Linked DNA regions of Mus musculus: region 2 is linked to region 1. Evidence: chromatin contacts called from public Hi-C data. All regions are on one chromosome and are shown on one strand. Each heading gives the region's core, a stretch centred on a gene start, on an enhancer-like site or on the middle of the called end of the contact. The rest is flanking DNA. Distances are from core to core; before and after follow the strand shown. Region 1 overlaps Gm29865 (a long non-coding RNA gene). Region 2 has its middle 130 kb from the start of Gm30147.

Evidence for each region. A called contact is a pair of places that touch in the nucleus more often than the background predicts.
Region 2: a Hi-C map of the N1E-115 cell line shows a contact between it and region 1, with 4 times the contacts expected there. The contact joins two enhancer-like sites. A contact is called at or near these places in 3 of 484 Hi-C or Micro-C datasets (the C2C12 cell line, the N1E-115 cell line and bone marrow-derived macrophages).

The regions. Positions count from the first base shown.
Region 1 is chr3:131,973,215-131,980,009 of GRCm38.p6, forward strand. It overlaps Gm29865 (a long non-coding RNA gene), which reads left to right. Exons shown (of 3, transcript XR_376086.3): 2 at 1,015-1,108. Among named protein-coding and RNA genes, the nearest start is that of Gm29949, 31 kb to the right of the region's middle. Within about 2 kb of position 2,922, at least 8 of the 459 cell types and tissues checked have an H3K27ac peak or open chromatin away from gene starts, as enhancers often do. A contact at or near this core is called in the N1E-115 cell line, where this site is marked.
Region 2 is chr3:132,345,616-132,353,275 of GRCm38.p6, forward strand. No RefSeq gene overlaps it. Among named protein-coding and RNA genes, the nearest start is that of Gm30147, 130 kb to the right of the region's middle. Within about 2 kb of position 4,721, at least 3 of the 459 cell types and tissues checked have an H3K27ac peak or open chromatin away from gene starts, as enhancers often do. A contact at or near this core is called in the N1E-115 cell line, where this site is marked.

The DNA of each region.
Region 1 (6,795 bases), core at 1,672-4,171:
TGAAAAGTCCCATAACCTCATGCAAACAGTGCTGCCAACTAGTGGCCAAGATTTCAAATACAGGATCCTATGGGGGACATTTCTCACTCGAAGCACTTATATTAACTGGAAGTCAATTTATAAATAAACCTGAGTTTTCAATTTTACTACTTTATATACTATTACAGGATGTTCAGTTGCCAAACTGAAAACTTGATATATATATATATATATATATATATATATATATATATATATATATATATATATATCTTTCTGTATTAAAAATGTTATTTTCTCCAGTGGCATAACAAATGCTTTATATATTTTTCTGTCCTTTCTGTAACTCTGTATTTATTCATGTCACACGAAAAGATTCATCTGATATTCAAACAATCTAACCAGAGAAAGATTTCAAGTATAATTTAGCGGAAACTCAGGTCAAATTAGACATGGCCATCCTAACCAGGCCAATGAAAGGAGATTCCCAGTGTCACAGAGTTCACGATAAAAGCTTTTTATTGAGATATGCTCCTTTTTTTGTTTTGGAGACAGAATATTATGAGATATTTAAGTCATTTTAAACAAAACATTTAGGATATAGAATATGAGTGTCATACCAAAGTTAGTGGATGTAGCAAGGATTTAGGAGGCACCAGGGAAACAATGTAACGTCGTCATTATTGCTCTACGGCTATGTTAGAATAAGAAGCAGTTGGAAAACTCATTCATCAAGCAGCTACCCAAGCGTCACTTCATTGAAGTACGTTCCAAAGACACTGAGCAGCGTGCTTCTCACTTGCTCCCAAACCACAGCAGGTTTGTACAAATCCAAAGCCCTCCAAGCGTCCAGTTAATAGTAATTGAATTAGATGATGCATATGACTAAGCCACTGAAGAGCTGTGTGTCTTTGAGTAATTCCCTTAGCCTCTCTGGGCCTCTCCATTGTGGCAGTATTCTGATTTATAGAATTATAAATCTTCTTGGAGTTGTAGAAATCCTGAAAGTCAAAACATGGTCTTTCTTTTCCTCAGGACCAAGAATCCCTTTGCGGTTACGAAGGCTATTTGCCAGCCTATACTGTTGCTGCATTTACGAATACGTTGCCTAGCCTGACCTTGTGAACAGGTAAGTCCTCAAGGAGTGAGCGCTGATATTTGATCCCTGGGATTTACTTTCCTCAGACCTTTCAGAGGATCATCAGACCTGGCTGGAGCATGTGCGGGAGCTTATCTGGCTTTTGGTTTTCTTCAAAGGCAGGTGTCAAGGTGAACAGATGTTTTGCTGTCATTAGGTGTGCCACATCCACAGGATGAAAAAGTGCTCCCCAAGCAGGGATCCAAATCACAGCATTCTCCTGGCTGACTTAGGATCTCAAGGAGCCAAGTCACATTTCTGCATCTGTTTTTTTGCTTCTCGTCAAAAGTGATTGCAACAGGGCTGGTGAGAGCGCTCCATCAGTGAAACAGGAGGATCCAGAGCTCATACAAAAAACCAGCTATGGTTGCCTATGGATGTCATCTAAGAGCTAGGGAGGCAGCATCAGGTGGGCTCCTGGGGCTCTCTGGACAGCTAGCCTAATCTACTTGGCAAGTTCTAGATTCTGTATCAAAACAAAGGTGGAAGGCTCTTGAGATTCCAAGGTTGTCCTCTGGCTTCCATATCATGTATACATTTGTACCTGCACACACATGCTTGCATGTACATACAGCCATACACAAAATAACTGCAATAGATGATTCATTACTAAGTTACCTAGTTTTGACCACCTCTTGGAGAAAGTTAAAGGCTCCATATTTGTATTCAGCCTAAGTATGTGTTTCCTCTTTTGTATTGTTTTGTTTTGTTTCTTTACATATTTATTTATATGTATGTGTGTGCTTGATTTCTCTAAGAGAGTTAGGAAACTAAAGAGTTTCCCCCTCCCTCTTTGTTTCCTTTGTACCTGGAAATGGAGGTAGAAACTATTCTCTCTTCCTCTTCTCTTTTCATCTCTAAAGTCTCATCACTTTTCTGAATAAAGGAGCTTTTGATTCTGCTTTTGACTGACTGATCACTGTCTTTCTTAGTTTGTCATGCAACATATGAAGACAATAAAAGGAGACCCATGCAGGATCTACACACATGCAAGATCTACACACATGAAAGATCTATACATATACAAGATCTTCACACATGCAAGATCTACACATATATAAGATCTTCACTCATGCAAGATCTGTACATATGCAAGATCACACATGCAAGATCTACACATATGAAAGATCTACACATATACAAGATCTTCACACATGCAAGATCTACACATATACAAGATCTGCACACATGCAAGATCTACACACATGAAAGATCTACACATATACAAGATCTTCACACATGCAAGATCTACACATATGCAAGATCTTCACATATACAAGGTCTGCACACATGCAAGATATACACACATGAAAGATCTACACATATGCAAGATCTTCACACGTGCAAGATCTATACAAATGAAAGATCTACACATATACAAGATCTTCACACATGCAAGATCTGTACATATGCAAGATCTGCAAAATGCAAGTTCTACACATATACAAGACCTGCACACATGCAAGATCTACACTTACACTCTTTAGTTTACATGAGATCCTGAGAGACCTCCTGAGGTCACGTCACACACACACACACACACACACACACACACACACACACACACTTCAGACCAGTATCCTTAGTTTTTCCATCAGGCTCCATGAACCTCCAGGCTTCCACCAGAGACTGGAAAAAAATGCTCATGCTAAAAAAAAAAATCATAAATGTCAAAATCTGGTTCCATTTGATAATTGGTGTTGCCAACATTGGTACTTTTTCTCTTCCTCAAATCTGCCCCGTCTGGCTGCCCTCTGGGGTCACTGAAGGAGGACAAAGCTGTGGTTAGTCGTGCTTGCCACTAGAGGGCAATGCTGACCATTAACAGAGTGATTCTAAGGCGCTGGCCTTTGGAATTTGAAGCTCATCTGTACCCTTGACTGAGAGAAAGCAGATGCAGAGCTCATGCTTTGTGTTCTGTACGTGATATAAAGACTGTAGTGCAGATATTGTGAACATGGCTGACAACTGTACTCCAGAATACAACTTAGCATTTGTTTCCCAGTTTTGGATGGTCATCAATTGTGGGGATGTTACATCCTTGCATGCTGTCTCAATATGTTTTAGGAGTCCTGACTGATGGCGCATCTTTACAAATGCTACAATAAGTGTTAGTATATAAGGACCATGGGTACATGCGGAGGAGGGGGTCTGTGTGGTTCCAGTGACTTCAATGAAGTTCTCATACTGTCACATACTCTAAGATCCGAAAATGAACCTTCTTTTCTTACTGTGAGTTACAATTATTTTGTAACCTTAATTTAAATAAACACAGCATCATACAACATTATCTGAGTAGTTTCCTATCTATAAGTACATGGATATATTGGTATCATATTCATTTTGGGTAGCCTTCATATTTTACCTTTTAGGAAACCAACTAACCCAAACAAACAGAGAATACAAAGCCAGCTGTAAAAAGGAAAAAAAAAAATCTACAAAGAAATTCCAGATACAGAATGTCGTGAGGTGAGGGACCAGGCTCTATAACTGGCAACTCTAACTTGCTAATGCCTAGAGATCAGTGGAATTCTCTTGCATTTAAATGCATTCAGTAGAAATATGTGAAAAATTGCTTTCACTAGTTCCCAGGACAAGATGTTGGAATTTGTAAAACACGGTCAGATTGCTTTAATACACACTGTAAAAATAAACTATTTGATAAAAGACACTTTTAAAAATAGTTCCCATGTCTTTGGGGAAAACGCTTTTATTGTGTGTTAAGGACTCCCTGAAAGACAGGAAGCAAAATGTGAGACTGACGGGGGTAAACATGGTGGTAGGGCGACCTCTGAGGAAGGCTGCCCTGAAAGACTGGTAATATTAAAAAAAAACTTTAAAGGAACAAATCTCTCCAACTGAACTTACTAACTGTGATGCGGAAAAAAAGCTGCCGGGTGCAGGAATAAATCAAAGGATGAGTTCTTGATTATTTGAATGTCAACTTGTAAAAGATGAACTCTCTGATGCACACAAGTAAGAAATGATTTCAGATTGCCTCCCCCCGCCCAGAGCACCAATGGCCTACCTCACAAAGAGCCCTGGAAACAAACCAGGAGACATCATCCATGATTGCATAAGAACTGGAGTCATCTCTATTCTCCCGACCACCACTTCTTAAACAAGAAAGACCTGGAGGGGTCCCAGACAACAATAAGTACAATGATCAAGGAGGCTCTATATGAACATCGATTAAAGGAATTGGATGCTTTAGGCTAAACACATAAAAGCAAAAAGGGACTATGATCAAAGTCTTATTGTCAAGTCTACTATGACGTAGAATACAGACCTGTTCATAAAATCATGTAAGGAGTGCGGAGATTGTTGTATTGTATGTTGTATAGCATTTTAGACTATTTCATCATAGACAGGCAGGACATTTAGTGAGTGAATTTTCTTTGATGGTTGTTTTAGGCTGAGCAAATGGGTATTTTCTGGGATTATTAACATTATGGATGGCTGGTAGAACTACAAAGGAAGGGTTTGTAAGGTTTCCTGAACATGAAAAAATTCGGTGTACAGGTTGAGTGGACCTTATCCAAATAGCCTGGGTGAAAATTGGTTTAGATTTGTGGGTGTTCCTTTTACTTAGGGGGATGTATTTGGAATGGGACATATTTAAAATATTCATGTTGGAAATGTAGTTCAAGTTTAAATGTGGTACTCAGTCATGTATAATTTATATCTTTTATTCACATATGTGTGCTTTCATTTATATTTTGCTTATACAGCATTCACAACTGTGTTTTAGGATATGTTAATGTGCCTGAGTTTTGGCTGTGACAGGTCATCTAGGTTGGATATGGATATTTTTCACTTGTGGTACCAGGTCAATCAAATTCTTTGCATTTCACATTTTCAGATTACAGATACTCTGCTTATATTATTTCTTGTAAATCTAAAATATACATGGATCATAGAATGCTTTGATATAAATTTCAAAGGAAACAAGAGAAGGCCCCAATGGAGAGGAAAAAACTTTCCACACTCTAAGGGAAAGAGGTTGCACTTCATTTTCTGCAGTATTTTCTTTATGCTACATGGCTTTTGTATGTTTGTATTGATTATAAACTTGTCTTCATTAGTATGAAATTTTAGCATTTTGTTGTATTTATGGCAATTACATGGGGGTCACTGGAGGTCACATGGTCACTTCTCTGTTTCTGCACACTTGCCTTCAAACCAAGTCAAAAATTATTCTGTGTGCTAATAAGGAAAACAGTGACATTTCTTAAGGGAAAAAACAAAACAAAACAAAACAAAACAAACCTCATTTAGGGCAGCTCTAGTGAAATAAAAGAGTGTGAGATTTTTGAGAAATGGAGTTATGCTAAAGTGCCCTGGAATCTATACTTACCTCAATTAACTACGAACAAACCACAGAAATGGCATATGCCACAGAGAGCCATAAAGCAATTTCTAACTTCATGGCTATGCTGCTGACTGTGATTAATGTAAATGTACTTAGAAGTGTCAGGCGATGCAGATAGTTTCTGTTAGGTATAGTGTCAAGTGTACAATCACCAGCATCAAGGGGGCTCATATTTTTAATTAAAAGGAGGCATTCCTACTTAGATGAGAGCTAGTGGCTCTAGCTTCCTCTCCTGAGTGTGACCGTCAGAGAAAACAGTAGTTTAACTAACAATTTCACAGAAAGCTGTCAGTATGATTGCTTCAATATGAGCTGAGAAAATTTATTTTCCCCTAAAGTACTTCATTTGAGGAAAATAAGAGGGGAAATAAATTCACCAGTCCCACTGTGTTGAGAAACCAAAGAGTATCTTTTCCTTGAGATAATTATGACTTAATTGAAGAAAATTTAATTATATGTATATATACAGAAAATTAATTATGCTTTATACAATAAGCATGACAGAAGTTAGTGAGAGGAGACCAGAGAGCCTCACAGAGCAGGCAGGAATTGAGATGAGAGTGAGCACAGTTTATGCAGGTAAACTGTGGGATTAGAAGTCTTCCATTGGATGAGTGTGGAGGCAATCCCGTGGCAGAGCTGTGTGTTGAGAGAGAACCTTGCTAGAGTGAGGAAGTTCATTCTGGAGGACAGGAGAAAATGAGATCGAAATAGAGATGGAAGAAAGATGAAAGAGTTTAGACTTTATCCCCACGCACAACGGGGCCCTTTGAAGAGCTATTTAATAGGAAGGTGACATAATGGGTAGAGTATTCTTGGGTGATTTGATCTGGTATTGATGCGGCTGATGGGAAGGAGTGAGGGGAGACAGAGTAAAAATACCAGGCATAGTAGACCAAGAGGGAGCCAAGTTATTGTCATTGGAGGTGGATAGGACATTTCAGTGTGGGCCTTACCACAAGGATGAATAGAGCCTATTAAGCATTCCATTATGGATATGGGTAGATCCACCTCCCATCTCAGAGCAGCAAGAAAGGTACTGGGTTTTCTGCCAAGTTCTGTAGTTACATGATAGCCTTCTTTTCCCAGTGTGAGAACAAAGTAGAACCTATTCTATGTCAAGAGAATTAAGATCAAAGAGAAAGATTCAACAAGGATGTAGATAGTCGAAGGTGTGGTCCTTTGGGGGACTATCATTGAGGACTGGCTTCCTTGGTCTGCTCCCTGGCTCCAAATGCACCAAGTGTTTAAGTACACACTGAATCACTTCTCTTACAAGAGTGAATCCTGTCTCACTGATGTGAGC
Region 2 (7,660 bases), core at 3,471-5,970, 370 kb after region 1:
GACTGTAATAAACATGTGGGTTCTTTTTAAAGTGAGTAGATTCAGATGGGACCCATCATCCAGACGGTATCTCGTCCTCCCCATAAATTAAGTCTACATATTGTACTTCTAGCAAAGATGTCTAGAAAGGGCTCTGTGTTCTCAGACAGTACATGGGTACATGAACATTATTTTTGAAAAGTGGTCTATCATTTGATGTCCCCTTTGTTTCTGGCACTATCACCTCTTGGGCAAGATGCAAGAGCATGCCTACCAGATGAAAGGCAAAACTAGCTGAAAATCAAAACTCCTGTTAGTTTGCTGTAGTCAACCTCTCAGTTAGCAGTGAGGTCATTGTCCTCCAGTATCCATCTCTTCCCCACATATGTTCCTCCTTCCAGATCTTCTGAGACCTACCAGACTCATATACACTCCTGGCAGAGAACACTGGGCTCTGATTACTCATCTAAATCATTCATCAATGAGTGCCAGATGGTTTCCTGGAAGGTTTGACCAACAAGAAAATAGAACTCATCCTAAGGCTACATTTACCCTACGCACAGTGGGCTATCAGTAAGAACTTGCTGACAATTCAGACTTAAAACTTCCTGCTTCCAGAAATGCTAATGATTAAAAAAAAAAAGATGCTTGTATAAAGTTACATCTTCTCGATTATGGAAAAACGTTTCTGGGGCAGCAGTCATAAAGACTTCCAATTTATTCTCAGATAGAGGAGCTTTCCAGTGGCTTAAGAAGATTTTCAGTAAGGATAGAGTGGCAGAGCTTGCTGTCCCCTTGTTTCCAGGAGGGAAAAATGGTATCTTCCCTAGGAGCTGAGTCGACATCATTTGTATAAGGACCAGAACCAGTCACCAAAAGAAGCAGCCAGAATGGTTGCAAACAAAGCAATGAGGAATCTAGGACACCTAACATTGCAATTTGAATGATTTGGATTAAAATTAAAATGTGACTCTATCTGGAAAAGATGTTATCTAAACAGTGGCATCCATTGTCAAGGGGAAAAAGTCCCAATTCTTAGGGGAAATTTTGTTCCACAATAGAAAGGTAAACAGTCTGGAATCTCTCTCTCTCTCTCTCTCTCTCTCTCTCTCTCTCTCTCTCTCTCTCTCTCTCTCCTCTCTCTCCCTCCCTCCCTACCTCCCTCCCTCCCCCCTCTCTCTCCCTCTCTCTCTCCCTCTTCCCCCTCCATTAGAAAGCAAACGGGAATCTAAAAAATAAGATTAAATAAAAACAAACAAATAGATGTTTCTGCATCTATGGGTTTCTTGTGCTTTTTTCTTTGGCTCTTTTTCCTGTTTATTTCTTTTGTCTAGCGTGGGGTCTCTTATTAAAAAGAAACACCCAAAATGTACCCATTGCTATTGCAGTAAATTCTAACAAAATCAATGTGTACCTAAGCATGATCTCCATCATCACAGGACAGCATAGAACTCAGATTTCTCAAAGAAAAGAAACACATGATGTGAACCTTTGAAAACAGTCTCAGCTTCTGGTAACATATTCTCTACCATGAGGAAAGGGAAGTGGAGGCAATTAAAATAAGGAAAGATGGCCTAAATGGCCATCGTACCAAAGGCAATCTATACATTCAATGCAATCCTCAACAAAATCCCAACACAATGCTTCAAAGACACAGAAAGAGCAATTCTCAAATTCATATGGAAAGGCAAAATACCCAAAATGGCGAAAACAATTTTAACAATAAAAGAATGGCTGGGGGAATCACCATCCCTGACCTCAAGCTTTCCTACAGAGTAATAGTGATAAAAACTGCATGGTATTGGTACAGAGACAGACAGGCAGATCAATGAAATAGAATTGAAGACCCAGAAATAAAACCACATACTTATTCACACTTGATCTTTGACAAAGAAGCCAAAAATATACAATGGAAAAAGGAAAGCATCTTCAATAAATGGTGCTGGTCTAACTGGATGGCTGTATGTAGAAAAATGAAAATAGACCCATATTTGTCACCTTACACAAAGCTCAATGCCAAGTGGATCAAGGACCTCAACATACAACCAGATACACTCAATCTAATAGAAGAGAAAGTGGGAAAAAGCCTTGAACTCATTGGCACAGGGGAAAATTTCCTAAACAGAACTCCAATGGCGCATGCTCTAAGATCAAGAATTCACAAATGGGACCTCATAAAACTGGAAAGCTTCTGTAAGGCAAAGGACATAGTCAATAAGGCAAATCGGCAGCCTACAGATCGGGGAAAAAAAACTTCACTAACCCCACATCCGATAGAGGTCTAACATCCACAATATATAAAGAACTCAGGAAGAACCAAACTTTATAAAAAACCACCAAAAAAACTAAACAACCCAATCAAAAAATGGGGTATAGAACTAAACCAAGAGTTCACAACAGAGGAATTTTGAATGGCTGAGAAGCACCTAAAAAATGTTCAAAGTCCTTAGCAGTCAGAGAAATGCAAATCAAATCGACCCTGAGATTCCACCTCACACTGATTAGAATGGCTAAAATAAAAAAATTTCAAATGACAGCACCTGCTGGAAAGGATGTGGAAAGAGGAACACTCCTCCATTGCTGGTGGAATTGCAAACTGGTACAACCACTCTGGAAATCAATCTGGAGTTTCCTCAGAAAATTGAAAAAAGATATACTTAAAGATCCAGCAATACCACTCTTGTGAATATACCCAAAAGATGCCCCACTATGCCACAGGGGCACATGTTCCACTATGTTCATAGCAACCTTATTTGTTATAGCAAGAAGCTAGAAACAACCTAGATGTTCCACGACAGAAGAATGGATACGGAAAATGTGGTTCATTTACACAATGGAATAGTATTCAGCTATTAAGAAAGAGGATATCCTGAGTTTTGCAGGCAAATGGCTGGAACTAGAAAATATTATCCTGAGTGAGGTAACTCAGACAGACCCAAAAGGACATGCATGGTATGTACTCACTAATAAGTGGATATTAGCCAAAAAATAAGTGCAGAATACCCATGATACAGTCCACAGAACTAAAAAATGTTAACAAGCTAAAATGCCCAAGTGAGGATGTCTCAGTCCCACTAGAAAGGGAGAAGAAAGCAATCACAAGGCGGGAGGGAGGGACCTGAGTGGGAATGGAGACAGGGTGGAGGAAAGGGGAATATAATTGAGTATTAGGTGGGGGGAAAAGGACTGAAACCCTGAGGGCCAGCAGAAAGAATGGAAACAGGTAACCTCAGGAGGTAGAAGGTTGGGGGAGGGACCCTCCAGAATGTACCAGAGATCTGGGAGGTGAGAGACAATCAGGACTCTAAGGGAGGGACTCTGGATGAAATGCCCTACAATGAGAAGAAAGAACTTGTAGAGCCCACCTCCTACAGAAAGACAGGGCATCAAGTGAGTGATGGGGTTGCTATCCCACAGTCAAAACTTTGAACCATAACTGTTCCTGTCTGAAAGAACTGCAGAGATGGAAATGAAGAAAAGCCCAAGGAAAAGAAGGTCCAGAAACAGGCCCAAAGTGAGATCCAGCTCAAGGGGAGGCCTGACATTATTACTGAGACTATGGAGTGCTCACAAAAAGGGACCTATTATGACTGCCCTCTGAAAGACCCAACAAGCAGCTGAGTCAGATGCAGGTATTTGCACCCAACCAATGAACAGAAGCTGCTGACGCTTGTGGCTGACTTAGGGAAAGGTAGAAAGTAACTGAGGAGGAGAGAAACCCTTTAGGAGGACCAGCAGTTTCAATTAACCTGAACCCCGAGATCTCTCAGACATTGGATCACCAACCAGGCAGCAAACACCAGCTGATATGAGGCCCCCAACACACATACAGCAGTGGGCTTCCGGGTCTGTGTTCAGTAAGAGATGATGCACCTAACCCTCAAGGGACTGGAGGTCCCAGGGAGTTTAGAGGTCTGGTGGAGTTGAGGGGGCGCATCCTTTTGGAGACAGGGGTGGGGTGGAGAGGAGGTATAGGACATGGAACATTTGGAGGGTGGACCAGGATGGGAATAAAACCTGGAGTGTAAATAAATAAATAAATAAATAAATAAATAAATAAATAAATAAGGGGAGAAGGCAACAACACACAGAATGAGAACTCTATAAATCTGTAACAGAGACCCATTGAAGCTTTACTGAATAACCACCCAGGAGCACCTATCCTGAAACTCTACAGGGCTGCCCAAAGCACCAGAGAGACTCGTGACTCTTAGACCACCTCAGAGAAAGAATGCAACTCAACCACAATCTTGCAGCATCTGCATCTGCCCAAATCTCACACAAATTCCAAAGATTCAAGGGGGATTAAGAAGGAGTGCAGCCAAACTCTCTCTGGATGAAGGGCTACCACAGGCTCTCTCCAACTAGAAATAAGACTTGAAATAATCAAACCAATTTGCAAACAGATAACTTTCTTCCAGAGAGAATTTAGAGAAATACAAGGTCTAGATAGCAAGTAATGTATTAATGACATTTCCTGACTAGTGAAAAGCCCCAGACATCCCAATAAGCAGATCAATGTGACTCAGAGGCAGGAAATTCAAACAGTGAAAATGGCTCAGAGCTGATAAAAACCCAGACCCAGAAAGACGCATGCTGCATGTCTGTCCTCACTTGAGCATCGTATCTCTGGATCTTTAGATGTGACTATATGAGTTTGGGATAATGACAGAAACCAGGAACGCAAAAAGGGACATGTAAGGGAAAGGAGCAGTAAGGAAGGAAAGTGTCAGACACAGGCCATGGGGGAGCTACAGATGAGAGCTAGAGAGGGGGCACAACAGGGAGAGAAGGTGGGGGTCAGACACAGGCCATGGGGGAAGCTCCAGATGAGAGCAGGAGAGGGGGCACAACAAGGAGAGAAGGTGGGTGGGGGTAGAAGGAATACTTAGAGTGATGGAAAAGGCCATAGGAAAACATACTATTTTGTGTTTGTTTTAAAACACATAAGTATATGTGAATATATTTTTATATACAAATAGTTTCAAAGAAGATACACCACTTAGGTTGATAAATCTCCCCTCAAGAGCCATAACCGAAAACCTGAGTGACAAGGCAGGGGACATCTGTCTTTGACTTGTTGGACATGGGACTTAACAAAAGGCTCTCAAAACAATGCAGGTGATTGCTATTACCCTTGGTTGCCTCCCAGAACTAGAAAGTAAGGTCTTATTGTTGGAAGACCCCATTGCTGAAGACAAGACACACTTCAGGCATAAGAATCAAGGTAGAACTCTCCTGGAAGGCTCTGCCATAAGGACAGGCTCTCCTATGGTCCAAATGTGATACACAAGTGGCCAAGGAGAAAAAAAATTATTAATATTCCAATCCATCTGTACAGGCTATGAACCACACAGAATGACAAGATACTAATAAGGATGCAATAATATGTACATCTTGGGGTAACCAAGGAGTCACATAATTGGACTTAAGAATCACCCAGTAGTCTGGAATTCACACCTGGACAACTCCACACAGCTGATGAAATTATGGGTGGTGCTATGAAGAAACTGCCATTTTTCTAAACCAGTGCAATTCCCAACTATCATCTCAGTATTTATTCTTATATCCAAAAATAAGTATAGCTCTCAGTAGTAGTCAAATTGGCTTCTTGAAGAAGACAAAGATAATTATAGAAATCATGAACTGGTGAAAATGAAAAAAAAAAAAACAGACCATGAGGTCCCCAAAACTGATTGACACATTTAAAACTCAAACCTTCCCCCTAAAAGTCAAGGAACACCATGGAAGAGGAGGAGGAAAGAATTTAAGAGGTAGAGACCAAAGGTATCTGCTGTGAGACATGGTCTTCTATATTTGATGAGAAGTCACATCAGAAAATACTAACAGATTGCCTTAACAAGATTCTCACCATAAGAACACCAGTTGATATCACCACACGAATGAAACAAATCTCAGAAAGCCCCATCCACAGTTATAGAGCTGTAGGTATGTAATGGCTACTGAGAGATAATCAGTCACCTGCAGGTAGGAGACCATTGATAAAGTGTACAATCTCATGAGGTCAGCACTGAACACATACATAATACGAGCAGCGCTAAAGAGTCAGCAGGCTATGCAATTATTTAAATGAATATCCAGATAATAATTCATGAGTTTAAGATGGGACTGAGAGGCATGGGAGGAGTTTGAGGGATGAGATGGTAGGGTAGACATGATGGAAATCCACTATTCATGCTTAAAATCCAACCTAGTCTTCAAAACCTAATCCCCACAAAACATGGTCTACGTATCCCAATTAAGAGGAGAAAATTGTTAGACCACAAAAAAATGTATGTAGCTATCAAATTCGTTAAAAGCACGAAGTCAAATAACATAAAAGCACCATTAATAATGCAATGGTTGTTACACATGCAAAATATAAGACAAAATATACTTAAATACCAAGAGTATTAGCAAGGTAAAAATGTATTTCACACTATTAAAGAGTCAACATACAAAAAAAGATACATTGGCCCTCAATCAAAAAATTTAAATTGGTAAGAAAGTCTGACAGAATTTTAAAGGTCATTATTCACAATTATAGTCATATATTGTTATGGGCTAGAAGCATTCATGTCTCACTCTTGGTACTCAGCTAGTGGTACCTGACTAATCAATAAAGTAATCCATTGATGGATATAAAATGGAGTCTACGACTAGAGGGGAGTAGAGACCGGGCAGTGGAGTCTAGTTGGAGGAAATGGGCATCAGGAGTCATTTATACTGTAAGTGTCTATAGTAACAAGAACTACAATAAATGAGCATTTCAATTAATTAGTCAAATTAGTTAAACTTTAATTGAATTGAAAGTCAACAAACTCATGATCCTCCTGCCTCTGAACCTTCAGCAAATCCTACCAGTGTAGGTAGTGTGCACTATTAACACCAAAAATATTGTCTCACAACCTGATCCTCTTTTATAAGAGGAATGGAAAAACTAAATCATCTCAGATTTCCTTTTCTGCAGCAAAAAAACTCCCCTTTCCATTCCTTGTCGGATACCAGCAACTGGCCAGATGTGATGGCTCATATCTGTAATCCCAGCACTCTAGAGGCTGAGGCAGGAGGGTTGTCAGTTTGAGGCCAGCCTGGGCGACATAGGAATTTGAAACCTGCCTGGACTATAAAGGAAAATTTGTCTCAAAAAAAAAAAAAGACGAACAAAAATTATTAATAACTCATTGAATAATTAAAACCCAGGCCCTTTCCCTTTACAACATTATGTTTCAAACCCAACTGGAGGGGCCAATGAAATGGCTCAGGGATTTAAGGGGCTTGCCACCAAGCCTTAAGACTGAGTTTGAGTCCTCAGACCCACACAATGGAAGGAGAGACCAATTGTCTTGGGTTGTCCACTGACCTCCACACAAATACCCTGGCATACACACAAATAAGTAATAAATAATTTTAATTAAACAAAACCATAACTGGAGATAAATTCATAAAAGTGACTTAAATCTTACCTATATTAACATAATTAACATATTAATTGGTTTCTATCAGCTTAGTTAGCTGGTTTATTTATTCTTGAGACAGGGACCTCACTGTATAAGCCCGGCTGGCTTTGAGTTCACAATCCTTCTACCACAGGCTCTGAGTATCTAGGATTTTAGGTGCATGCCACTACACCCAGCTTTAGCCTAGACTTAAAAAAAAAAAAATTAAAGCAGGTTGTGTT